Linked DNA regions of Gasterosteus aculeatus: region 1 is linked to region 2. A link is a contact called in public Hi-C data. All regions are on one chromosome and are shown on one strand. Each heading gives the region's core, a stretch centred on a gene start, on an enhancer-like site or on the middle of the called end of the contact. The rest is flanking DNA. Distances are from core to core; before and after follow the strand shown. Region 1 overlaps kcnh3 (potassium voltage-gated channel, subfamily H (eag-related), member 3). Region 2 holds the start of kcnh3 (potassium voltage-gated channel, subfamily H (eag-related), member 3).

The links. Hi-C and Micro-C count contacts between places; a contact is called where the count stands out from the background.
Region 1: a Hi-C map of liver shows a contact between it and region 2, with 2.4 times the contacts expected there. The contact joins the enhancer-like site here to the promoter of kcnh3 in region 2. A contact is called at or near these places in 4 of 6 Hi-C or Micro-C datasets (liver, skeletal muscle and whole body).

Annotation. Positions count from the first base shown.
Region 1 is chr16:17,296,736-17,299,889 of fGasAcu3.hap1.1, reverse strand. It overlaps kcnh3 (potassium voltage-gated channel, subfamily H (eag-related), member 3), which reads right to left. Exons shown (of 15, transcript XM_040201957.2): 12 at 2,488-2,747; 13 at 2,088-2,188; 14 at 1,945-1,997; 15 at 1-1,728. The coding sequence ends at 790. Among protein-coding and RNA genes, the nearest start is that of LOC144388770, 4.4 kb to the right of the region's middle. Within about 2 kb of position 1,594, at least 9 of the 9 cell types and tissues checked have open chromatin away from gene starts, as enhancers often do. A contact at or near this core is called in liver, where this site is marked.
Region 2 is chr16:17,233,259-17,236,289 of fGasAcu3.hap1.1, reverse strand. kcnh3 (potassium voltage-gated channel, subfamily H (eag-related), member 3) reads right to left here and starts at 1,546. Exons shown (of 15, transcript XM_040201957.2): 1 at 1,068-1,546. The coding sequence starts at 1,143.

The sequences.
Region 1 (3,154 bases), core at 345-2,844, 64 kb before region 2:
GAAAATGGAACCCAGAAATGTGACCGTTACAAGTGTCACGTGGTGCACAGAGGGCTGTCGTCCCGTACATGTGCGTGTGTGTGTGCGCGCGCTACATTAGGATTGGGAAGGTGACACTAGAGTGAGTCTGATTGTGTTTTAAACTCGTGTTCCTGTAACATCTCACGGACCTGCAGAGCCGCTCATTGCCTGCGTCATAAAACATAAATAAATTCACAGCCTGGCTAAATAAATCATTAGATTTTAGGTAAAGGTGCAAGTGTTCTCTTGGGGGGGGGGGGCGCGCGCTGCTGACGGCTCTCCGTGTCGATGTGGACGCCCTGTGACTGGCAGGTGGCGGACTTTAGGGGGACTCTCTGTGTGGAGAAGGCACGAATGGCTGAAGCTGGACGAGTGATGGACAGTTCTATGCGTGATTCGGGAATTTGTCCCCACGCCGCTTCCCCAAATCCTGCTTCGGTGTCTTTGGCTTCTGCTCCTCTGCTCGTTGTGTGTGTGTGTGTCCTTTTGTTGACCGACGTGTGTGTGTGTGTGTGTGTGTGGTGCGGGGGAGGGAGGGAGATTTTAAATTCTAAATGTCTGGGGTGAAGACGCGTCCATTCTTGGCACAAGTTGTGCTGTTGTGGTTCTGCAGACATCGTCTCCGGCGTGTTCCTGTTAACCTGCGGGACGAATCACCGTCTTGGTCACCGCTCGTTGTTCCCGTCGCTTTTCGTTTTTTTCTGCTACTCCTATTTTTTTTTTTTTCTTTCTTCCTCCTTTTTGTCGCCTCGCAGTTTTGAAGCCGTTTCACAACGCCGGCTCCTCTTCGTCGATGAAGCTGATGTGCTCCGTGGAGGACTCGGCCTCCTCCGCCTGGCGCCGCCACTCGTGCATCTCCAGCTCCTGGGGCCGAGCGGCGGGCCGGGCCCCCCCGCCGAGCGGCTGCGAGGTACGCCAAGGTGCATTCTGGGTGTCCCTCTGCCTTCTGCGGGCACTGACAAAGTCAAGAGACGAGGGGACGGGGGACAGGTGGAGGGGGGCGGAGCGGGAAGGTCTCAGCTGACGCACTCCGGGGGAGGACGTGAGCGAGGGGGGAGCCGAGCAGTGGCAGGACGGGGGAGGAGGAGGGGGAGTGTCCTGTGAGGGAGGCGGAGGCAGCAGGCCTCTGCTGTCTCGGCCGCCAGGTGGGTGGGGGCCCCGGCAGGGGGAGAGGGACGGCGAGGAGCAGAGGGACATGGAGAAGGAGAGGGAGGGGGAAGGGGTGTGAGACGCCGGGGGGTGCAGGTCCTGGTCCTGCAGCGAGGGCAGATATATCCCGTTACTGGAGGAGGCGCGGAGGTTTCGGAGGACTCCATCGGGAAGACCTTCGTCCGGGGAGGACATGGGGGAGAGGGTGGGGCCCTTGACGTCGGCCGGGCGCTGCGGCGACGCCGAAGGAGAGTGAAGCGTCTTTGGTGAATGGGGAGTCGGGAGAAGGCACCCTGGCAAATCCACGCCCTCCGTGTCCCCGCTGTCCAACAGGGAATGGGTGCCAGGCCTCTGGGGGGGACGGGGCGTGGCGGCGGGCGGCACCACGTGACCGGTGCCCGTCGACAGCTGGCCGGCGCTGCTCGGGGGCGGCGTCCAATTTGGCATCATGGTCATCAGGATTGGCTGCGGGGCAGTTTGGAGGAGGGGCTTGAGCAGACGCGTCATTTCCTGCAGCTCCTGGCTGAGCGTGAAGACCTGTTTGGAGAGGCTGTTCATCTGGTTGGTGAGAGAGAGAGAGAGAGAGAGCAGATCAGTGTTACACACACACACACACACACACACACACACACACACACACACAACTAAACCCAATAATGACGGGCAGTCCATGGAAATTATATTTTAAGTGGCTGCTTCGTACCAAAATGATAAAACAAACAAACTGAAAGCTTTTTTGAGTTCATAAATTCATCATCATCATGGAGCACTCACCTCTTCAGTTAGTTTGGACACACTCTGCTTGATCTCTGAGTGCTCACGGATTCCTACACGCACACACAGCAAACATTAATCCTCTAGAAATGAAACTATTCCTCTGTCAATGAGGCTGGTGCGCGCGTGTGCGTGTGTGTTACCTGGGTACGGAGAGGGCGGAGCAATAGGTGACATACTGGGACTGAACTCAAACTTCTGTGAGGAGGTGGAGTTGCTCTCAGTTTCGATGCCATCCACGAATCTATGCAGCAGAAAAATGAGTGAAACGAGGAATGTAAATCAGCCGAGAGTCCTAATTACAGTGCGCGCGTGTGTGTGTGTGTGTGCGTGCGCACGTGCGTCGGCTGCTGAGGAAGTCATTAAGCTCTGTGCACACATTTGACACTTTCCGTGTACACACACGAAAAGAGATCCGCCCTCCTGCGGGAAGCCACGTGACTCCCCAGTGTCCCACACCACGTTGCCATGGCAGCAACACATGCACTGCATCAGTGGCTGCTACTTCTGTGTTGTGTGCGCGTGCGCGCGCGCGTGCGTTACCTCGGGCTGAGCTCGGACGGTGCGCTGCAGAAGCTGACCACCGGGATCTGCAGCGTGGCGGGGCGTCCGTGCTCGGAGGGCGCGCGGAACGGCCTCGGCTGCAGGAGAGGGGAGCGCAGCGGCGAGTTGAGCCCGCGGCCGAGGCGCAGCGGGGAGCGCGGCGCGCGCGACACCGAGTTCGGCGGGTCGTCGCCCCCCTCCTCGTCCTCGCGGATCGACGGCAGCTTCTTCACCAGGCCGCCGTTGCTCTCCCAGTCCACCTGCGGGCCAAGCGAGAGTCATTAAAGCCCCCTCCCCCCCTCACCGCACCTCTCCCCCCCCCCCGGTGAGCCAACTGTTGCGTCCCGGTGTGCGTCACGGTGACGCAGTGGCGCGGGTGTGCCAGCGGGGGGCACGCGGACACAAGAGTTCCTGCACTCTCAACACACACACACACACACACACACACACACACACACACACACACACACACACACTCTCTATTGTACTCACGTCCACCACAAATACAACCACCGCATATTCCATCAATTACCGGATTTCTGAGAACACCGGAGGGCCGATGTTCTATTAAGTGCTCTTCATTAGCGTTTATCCCTTTCCTCTTTCCTCTGCTTCTCATGCTTTTCGCTTTATCTTTCATCGTTGTATATTTATCATCATCAGTATT
Region 2 (3,031 bases), core at 297-2,796:
GGAGAAGTGTAATTATCAGCACCTCGTTGAACGGACGGCCTTTGTTTTAGACCGGAGACGGAAAAAGAGAGAGAGCTAATCTACAAAACGGGATTGTCCTCCAAGAAATGTTGGGGGGGGGGGGGGGGTGCTTATAGACGGGAAGTATTCGAGTGTGAGGATAAAGGACAAGGCGGCACAGAGAAGACATTTGTGTCTTTCCCCCTGACGGGCAGATCCAGCACCAACACCTCACTTTGCATGCCAGTCAGAGCATTTAAATGTGGCCGTTGGACGACAGCCACAGAGGAGAGGACCCGAGAGCTGGAGCTGCTCTTTTGACGACTCGCTGAAGTCAAATGAGCTTCACCCCCCCCCCCCCCCATTATGCTGCCACGCGTAGCTGGTTCTGGGGGGGGGGCGCTGGCTCACCCCACTCGCAGACTCCCATGGGCCTGAATAATCAACACGCCGCAATAGAAGCATCTCTCACCCGCCCACCCATCCAGCATGGGGCCAAACACACGCGGGCTGCTCATCGCATCTGCTCACAAGACACACTCTCGACAAAGACAAAAAGATATCTGCTCATGTCAACCCTCCCTCCCTCCCTCTCTCTCTCTCTCCCTCTCTCTCCAGCATCATTTCAGCCGCTCGCTTACGATGGAGATCAGAAGAACACCGGCTCCTCTGGAGAAGCGAGGCACAAAAGGCTTTGGGTTTGTTGGGCAACCTCTCTGGTGAGACGTGTGAATCAATAGAGGCGACACAGAGGGAAGTCGTGCGCAAAACAGACACGGTGGTGCACAGAGGAACTGGGAGGAAGTCCTGAAATGTACAAGAGAAGAGAAAAAAAACCCCAGCTGGGATGTAGAGGAAAACCTCAGGGGTCATCGCCACACTGCCGTCAGAAGGCTGTGCTGGAAGTTACAGTTGCTTCTCTGTGGCCTATTTGCATGTAGCCTTGTTGAGACAGGTGCATATTATATCTTCTCATAACATGTGCATTTAACTTTTGAACTTGCATCTTAGAGAAAGTTCTTGTGTCACACGTGACCCCGTGAAGCGTCGAACGGATCGTTACTCACGGGTGCCATCGAAGCGGGTGGCGATGGTGTCCAGGAAGGTGTTCTGCGGGGCCAGCAGCCCTCTCATCACCGGCATCCTGCTCCGGGTCGACTGGGTCCTCCTGCTCCGGCGCCCCGGGGCAGAGCTCGAGTCCTGCTCGGACCCAAAACTAGGCAGGAAGCGAGAGGTGCCCGGTGCGCATCCCAGCCCCTGGAGAAGCGCACCGATCCGAGATACGCGCGGTGACTCCACCTTGGCACCGCGGGGGTTGTGACCATAATCAACCAAGCGCAGAGCGGGGACTCGCCGCCGTGGGGACGCACCTGCGCACCTTGCGACGGGTGGGGGAGAAGACAGACGGCGAAAGCGCCAGTGTGCGTCCTGGGAAGGCAGGCGCGCGCTGGAGAGAGAGAGAGGTGAGGATGGAGGGGCAGGCTGCAGGTTGTTGGCGCTGATGGCGCGTGGAGTGAATCCTATCGCTGCTAGCTCCTCCTCGACTCCCCCCCTCACCCTCACCCCTCTCTCCCTCCTCTCTCTCTCTCTCTCTCTCTCTCTCTCTCTCTCGTTGCGTGGTTATTGTGCCACTACTGAGAGCAGATGCAGAGTCACGTGACGCCTCCCAGGTTCTCGCCAAGCCGCGGTCCTGTTTCCGAGCGGGGGGGGGGTCAACAAAGGGGTGATGTTTTAGAAGCACTCGGTATTCCCCCGTGACACGTGGGGTTCTCCGTGTGATAAGATAAAGTAGATCCAGAACGCGTTGATCCAAGTGTGCCGTTTGAGTAAAACGCGAGATCGCACCCGGCTGCGTTCTGCAGTGCGGGTTCAATTCCCGGAGTTCTAAATGGGCGGCTATATGGGATTTGGTTTTAAGGTTTCCTTGGACCGCGAGATGATCGCCTCCTCACCTCTCCTCAGGACCACATGGCCGCGGGGCACCAGGAAGCCGTTCGCTTCTTCAGGACGCACAGTGAGATTCTGACATCTTCTGGTGACGCAGCGCAACTTCTGCTCACATGGAAAAGAGGAGGGATTTCCAAATGGTCAAACCACAGATAGGAAGAGCAGGAAAGGTGTTGTCCTCAATATAAAACACTAATAAATATTGTTTCCATTAGGTCAGTGGTTAAAATATATATTAAATGATTCATTTTCAAAAATGGTCATTGTTTTAGTAATAGCCTTGCAATATTGATATTGACTCAATACGACAATGGTTATTATTTCTGGTACAAAACAAAGATGTTTTTTAGATTTTCAATTGCAAGACACTGATGTAAGTACATAGAAAACATGTATACACAATAAACATAAACAAGGGCCACATTTGTCAACTAAAATGTGTTAAATACATCTGTATTCGCTTTCTGCTCATTTGAGAAAGTGTTTCCAAACTTTGGGCTGGCACGGCACTGTTTACAATGTACATTATGGTTATACATTCATCCAAAAAATTCACAGTCATTGTGACCCATTTTCAAACAAAAATTCTGAAATCCACTCCCGAGTGCTGTCAGCTATTTGTTAACATTAAAACAACAACACAGGTTGAAAAACCTGCTCGTTGTGTATTTAATTGTGTAAGTCGTAGTGACATTTTGTGATGGTTTTTTTTGGTCCACTGAGTTCTGAACGTTCTGTGTTGCCCCTAATGCAACACTCAACCACTCGCCTTGTTTCAGCCAAAAACAACTAACAAACCATTGACCTCAGGGTGAGGGAACCTGTAAAAGGACAAGCTTCTTAATAACATTCGGTACTGCATTCTCCATAATGGACAGTTTTATGTTTCAATCTCTAGTTTCACGTCTTCTCTAATGAATTTGACTTTTTAGATTTACGTGGTTCACACAGACATTGGCGCTACAAAACATATGGTGATTTTATAGAATATGAAACATTGCTGTGTGGAAGAGTTAAAAAACATTTCGAGCACGAACATGCGACATGCACATAATTCTACATATGCTAATCAAAGAACATCATA